2 separate regions of the Gossypium hirsutum genome follow, and region 1 is linked to region 2. Evidence: chromatin contacts called from public Hi-C data. All regions are on one chromosome and are shown on one strand. The core of a region is the stretch at or near the end of the contact, and the rest is flanking DNA. Distances in the headings are between cores, read along the strand shown. Region 1 has its middle 33 kb from the start of LOC107961652. Region 2 holds the start of LOC107962841 (alpha-aminoadipic semialdehyde synthase).

The links. Hi-C and Micro-C count contacts between places; a contact is called where the count stands out from the background.
Region 1: a contact with region 2 is called in a Hi-C map of petal, with 7 times the contacts expected there. The contact joins the enhancer-like site here to the promoter of LOC107962841 in region 2. A contact is called at or near these places in 10 of 34 Hi-C or Micro-C datasets (anther, callus, fibers and 3 more).

What each region holds. Positions count from the first base shown.
Region 1 is chrA06:24,934,918-24,938,003 of Gossypium_hirsutum_v2.1, forward strand. No RefSeq gene overlaps it. Among protein-coding and RNA genes, the nearest start is that of LOC107961652, 33 kb to the right of the region's middle. Within about 2 kb of position 1,679, at least 1 of the 9 cell types and tissues checked has an H3K27ac peak or open chromatin away from gene starts, as enhancers often do.
Region 2 is chrA06:24,747,251-24,750,496 of Gossypium_hirsutum_v2.1, forward strand. It overlaps LOC107962841 (alpha-aminoadipic semialdehyde synthase), which reads right to left and starts at 1,315. Exons shown (of 26, transcript XM_016899383.2): 1 at 1,123-1,315; 2 at 887-945; 3 at 285-540; 4 at 122-208; 5 at 1-47. The coding sequence starts at 533.

The DNA.
Region 1 (3,086 bases), core at 429-2,928, 190 kb after region 2:
AATTAGATCCTATTCTGAAAAGAAACCAAAGTATTAAGATTGTTTAAGAACTTTAAATGTTACTTTAGAAGGCTGATAATTAAAATTATGATGGCTGTTGATAGTAGGAAGCTTGGTTGAAGGAAGCATTGGGTCTCTCACCAAAAAATTAAAGTCACTATTTGCCATCTTTGAATATAATATGTATGGATTTATATTTCTTCTATTCTCTATATTTTTATTCCATTGTAGAATTATTCATCAGTCGAGTCAGGCCGAAAAAAAAATTTATGTTTGGTTCAAAAAATAGGTTTAAATTTTTATCCAAGTTCGACCCGGATAAAAATGTTAAAACTCGAGCTTGACTTAATCCGCCCGTATTAAATTTTACATATAAAAATACATTTAATAAAATGTAATACATCAAATACACTAAAAACATTAAAATAAATGTTTCCCAACAAATAAAAAAAGGTAAAAAAATACTTAAATAACACTAAAATAAGTGCAGCTTAGCAAAGCAAATATCTCTAAAATAGTAGCAAAATTAATAATAAAACCAGAGTTATACAATATCTAAACAATAATAATAAAATAGTAACAATATAATAGCGAGGGAAAGGATTCTATGAAACAGGGACGCAACATCATCTGTATCCATTTTCTAATAGTTTTATCCCACATCAGAATTTTCATCATGAATTTCAGTATTTTCATCCTGAAAAAAGTCAAATCCAAATTAAAATCCTGAAATTCAGGATAAAATTATTAATATGACATAAAACTATTGGAAATGAATAATATCCCTATTACATGCAATCCTTTCTCATCATAGTGAAATAATAGCAAACCAATGAAAAAATAGTGGCAAAACAACTTTTTTTGCAAATTCAAGCCAGGCCAAAAAAACTTACTCGAGGCCCAGTCCATTTAGAAAATGGGCTTTGTTTTTTGTTTAAGCTCATTTTTTGGGCTTATATTTTTTTCTCAAACTCTACTACTTTTCAGAAAAATCTTCAGGCCAAACCAGGTGGCCCAACCCATGGACAAGTCTATTCTATTGGTAATGAATAGAATTTTGTATTATTAATGCATTAAATATTAATCTTATATGTAAATGTATACTCGTGAAATTTAAAGGGAAATCATCCTTTTAAAGTTATATATATGGATAATGTTAATTTAAATAATTGAACTGATGGTGGAATTGATCAAACCATTAATTCAATTGTGAGTTTAACCGTAAAAAATTAATTATTTAAAAATTTATAATTTTGTTTAAAAAATATAAAATTCATTCAATCAGTTTAACTATCGATTCTTTATTTCGATTATTTACTAATTTTGAAGGGTTCATTTATAGGTTAGTTCAATTCCTATATTTAAATTAATATTATACTAATCAGTTTAGTCCAACCAATCTAACTGTTCAACTTAATTCGATTCAAACAACATATGGCATATGGAGCTAATCAGATCTTCATTACTACAAGGCCTACCTTAAGTGGCTATATTTAATCACTCCAGCCACATCTCTCGTTCATCAAATGTTGAAAGTACACATTGATCATTGTCTAATTGCCGGTGCTAACATTTAAAGTGATTGTATATATACACACACACGTACTAGTGCACTGAAACCAGTCCAATAGTCCAGTTTTCATCACTTTTCTACATCGCTGTTTTTCCTTCCCAAAGGGAAACAAAAAAGAGTTATAGCTTGTGTCCTGGAAATGGGTGTCAATGACCAAACCAGAAAACCGTAAGAGACCCCGTTGTTGGTTCACCCTGTGATCTAAAGCCCTCATTTTCAGCAACCTTGAATCCTGTTGCTGATGTTAACATATGTTTATTTTTTTATTTTTTACTTTAATTTTTTGCTTCCTTTCACAAGGTTTTGGGTGGAAGCAAAGCAACTTGATTGGTTAACTGAACTTTCTGTGCATGATATTGCATGTGATCTAGCCACTTTTGATCGTCCTTCAATGTCCATCCACATGATTCATCATTGTTAGGTTGATGGATTCAATTCATGTTTTGTGTGTGAAATTATCTTTTAATCCCTATGTACTTTAATTTAGCACAATTAGGTCTATATACATAATTGGGCTAAAATCTTACACTCCCTTCCAAAAAGGTTATTCAATATTGTTGAGGATGGATTAACTCCTTTTGGAGAAGTATTCGAACCGTCGTCGGGGATGCCAATGTGATCTCTCAACAATAGAAAGTATTGTCCCCAGGAGTTGTTGAGAGATTGGATCAACCTCTTTGAAGACGACACTTCAAAGATTTCTCCCAGATGAGCGATCATCTCTCAACAATTATATGATTGTAACTTCAATTGAATAATTATTTTTACCATTTTTTATTAGTTTTAAAAATTCCAGCTCAAATTTATTATTTAGATTAGATCATAACATTAACAATATTATAATTATACCAAATAATAATTTTCATTAATTAAACAGGAATTAGTTATGGAGTAGGGGAGTTATTAATTATTATTGTTGCTGCTTAATTATTCCTTTGAGTTGCAATTTCTTTTATATATACGCTATTGTATGAATTTTCTAAAAGCTATATCAAATTTGTTATGATTTTTTGTTCGAAATTCCATCGGAATAAAGTCTCTAAAGGAATTGTCTCATTTGTCTCTGTCCATGTTGCATGTATTTTTTTTCCATTTTTTATGCATTTACAATCACAACTGCTAGACACTGCTTTATGTTGCTTCATCTCACTTTTTGTTAATAACTATTTTTTAATTTAATTTTATAAATATATATTTATAGCTTATTTATCAACATCATTTTGATATATATATATATATATTAGTATATGTAAAGTATAAATTTATAAAGTATACATAAGATATTAACATATCTAAGATTTTAGTATAAATAATTAAAAATGATACATAAAATATTGTAAAAGGATAAAATAATAACTTTAAAATAATGAAAAGGCAAAGCATGTATTTACTACGATTGTTCGTTACGTACATTAAGGATATTAAGTTTAGTTTTATTATTTTCCTTTACTTTTCAAAGATATTAGGCATGTCGATATTAAATTCTAAGAGAATTTTGAAAAATATATAATAT
Region 2 (3,246 bases), core at 65-2,564:
CCAACAATAAGCTCATAGTCATACAACGATACCCTCTCCGCGAGGATCTACATGCATGCCATAGACAAAGTCATACAATAAGTTCATAGTGTCATACAAAGATACAACAGAAGAAGCTTACCTTATCCAATAATGGCATATTCTCCTTCTGAGCTTTGTGAGTATGTGAGAAGAAGGCATAAGCTCTATTAGGAAGAATCATGTCTAACTGCAATAAAGCACAACCAGTTAGGCCATAAAAGATTGTAAAATGTAAACAATAGGGAAAGGTGAACATTTAGCACCTTTGGTTGCTTGATACCCAAAATAAGACCACATTCTGATAAGTCATCTGATATGTGACAACCAACATCCTCGTAGAGGGAATCGTGATGGATGCGCTTCGTCGATGGCTGCACTATTATACGAGCTATACCTGTTTTCTCCCTCCCGCTGTGTAAAAGTCGAGCACAATGTGATGGGGTGAGAGGAACCCTTCTTTCCCATTTATTTGATGACTCAGAAAGAATCCCAACAACTCCATTTCCAAGCATCTTGAACCTTCACCAGAGAAAACAAAAGAAAAAAAAATGAACAACTAGAACTATTACAGGCTTCTTTAGAATGGGATTGAACAAAAAATACTAATCAAAGTATGTTTCTTACAGAGGATCCCATAATAAAATAGAAAACAAACTAAGAATGAAACAAATTGCTGCAGAACAATTATACCTCAATGAGATCAGTCACTGAGAAATTTAAATACTGCCGACAGTTTGTTTTATTGGGATCATTTCTCATTCAATCGAACAAATTAAGTGTGATTTTGAAGTTATATAAACACAAGTTGAGGAAAGATTCAAACACGTAAGAGAGAGAAACAGAGATTGAAGAAAATACAACTTACTTGTAAATGAAGAATTAAAAGATGAGATGAACCCAAATTGAAGCGGTGATCAAACAGTTCTGGGAAAGAAAAAGATATATCACTGAACTGATGAGTAGAGACTATGAACATGTATGAATTACATGTCATTAGAACAAATATTAGTCTGAAACTCAGAAATCATATTGATTGAGTTTAACAATGAAAATAATAAAAATAATAATAATAGTAACGTTGAAACAGAGGAACCGCTCTACGTTGAAAGAAAGGAAAAGTTTAGTTGTGAAAAAAGATGGGCAGCTGCCACCTAGCTTCCGGGAATCATAGAAGAAGAGATCGTAATACGGATTAAAGGCTTCAGAGCGGAGGAAGTTTATCAGGAAAATATAGTATAAATAAATGAATGATGATATGTTAATGCATGTATCTGGAATCCTACTCGTGAATCATGGATGGATTATCACTTCCCTTTTTGTTTTGGGGTGATGATAAGGATATGACGCTAGGGACAGAGAAGATGGGTCCCACTTTTCAGTTATTACATATCTATTACTTCCAATCACGTGGGGCCACGTATATCCTAGTTCCAAATGCCTTCCCATAATTAAATCATGTCTAATGTTAGGTTTCAATTTTTGCCACTGGGACAAGTTACCCTTTCTCCACCTCATCACGTCTCCTTAAGACTTGCATTTACCGGCTTATTATTATTATTATTAATATGATCTTAAAATTTTTAATAAAATACGAAAATATTCACTACTTTGATTATGTACATAAAATTATTTGAAATGAATATTCAAAGTTCATCGAACGAAAGATAACGATACTATCTATATAAATATCAAGGAAAGCCCCAGAAATAAACTATGATGTATGTGTCAGGTTTTTTTTAATTTTTTTAAATTTTAAAAGATATTATTTTATTTGTTGCACTTATGTGTTTTTTTTTTTAAATTTAAAACTGTAAAAAAGGAAACTATATTTTATTTGATAGAACCATTAAGAATATAGCTATTAATGTATTGTATTTTTTTAAAATTTAATTAAATTTAAATATAAAAATAATATTTTATTTGATAGAGTCATTCTTTCTAGTGCGATCAAATAGTTAAATATAACCCTTGATCACTATAAGTTGAAATAAATTTTTTTTATATTATGTTAGAGGAGAGGATGAATGGGAAAGAGATGATGGGTGTTTTTTTAATGTATTTGTGTTTTTGTTTATTTAATAAAATTTATAATTTGAGGTATGTTTTGTTTAATGATAATCTGGTGGAGCTTCGGCATCTGCAAAATTAATGATTATTTTTTTTGCCAGTTATTTATTTAGTTATTGGTTCAAATTGGTTATGCAGCAACAAGTGGATTATTTGGGATTCTCTAGGTCAACGAAATGTTTGAAAGTTTAAGGAATGCCAAATTGAACTGCACGGGTGAGATCATTACTATCAACGGCATTCGAGAAGCAAGATAATAACATTGAAAAACTTGCTCGGACGATTTGCTCGTGTTGCAGTTAAAAATTATATTTTTCAATTTGTAAGACATAATACTATAGATCTTGAACAAAATCATTTAATTATGTTTTATTTGTAAGACATAATGTTAGCGGTCTTGAACAAAAATCATTTTTTTTAGTATTGAGAAAATTGCTCGTGGTGTAAAATTATATATTGTAAGTTTAGTGAAATTATTTTTGAATGTTGCAAATGTAAAATTATATTCTTTAAAATATAATTTTTAAATTATATAAATTGTAAAATTAAATATTGTGAGTTTAGTGAAATAATTTCCATTTAAATCATTTTTGTAATGTGAATTAATCGTTTGGTAAGGGACATTTTTAAAAGAAAGTAAGAAATAGAGGACAAAAAAATAAAGAAACTTTGGGAAAAAAGAGAAAGAAAGAAAAAAAGAAAGTAGAAGAGAGAGTTAACTGAAAAAAAAATGAAAAATGATTGTTTTGTAAAAAAAATATACTGAGACATTTTTAAAATAAAAAAAATTGGACCAAAATATAAATATTTTAACTAGTTACATCGCGTCAGTTACATCAATAACATTAGCAATGTGACTGGTCAGGTCAGATGGGGGTTTAATTTTTTTTTTTTTTGAACTTTTAAGTAAGATATGTGAAAACAAAAATTATTTTGAAGAGGCGAGAGGGGGGAGGAAGAGGCCGGCTGGTACCTTTAAAAGGGAGGGTAGGGCTGATTTTGGTCCCCCTTGTGTTGAAATAGAAGAAGAGAAGAGAAGAGAAAAAGGAGTCGTGTTAGTTTCGAAGTTAATAAATACGATTAAGGTATGTAAATATATTTTGATGTGCATGTATTATATTAGAAGTAGTTATTGTAATATAATAATTAATTATATTT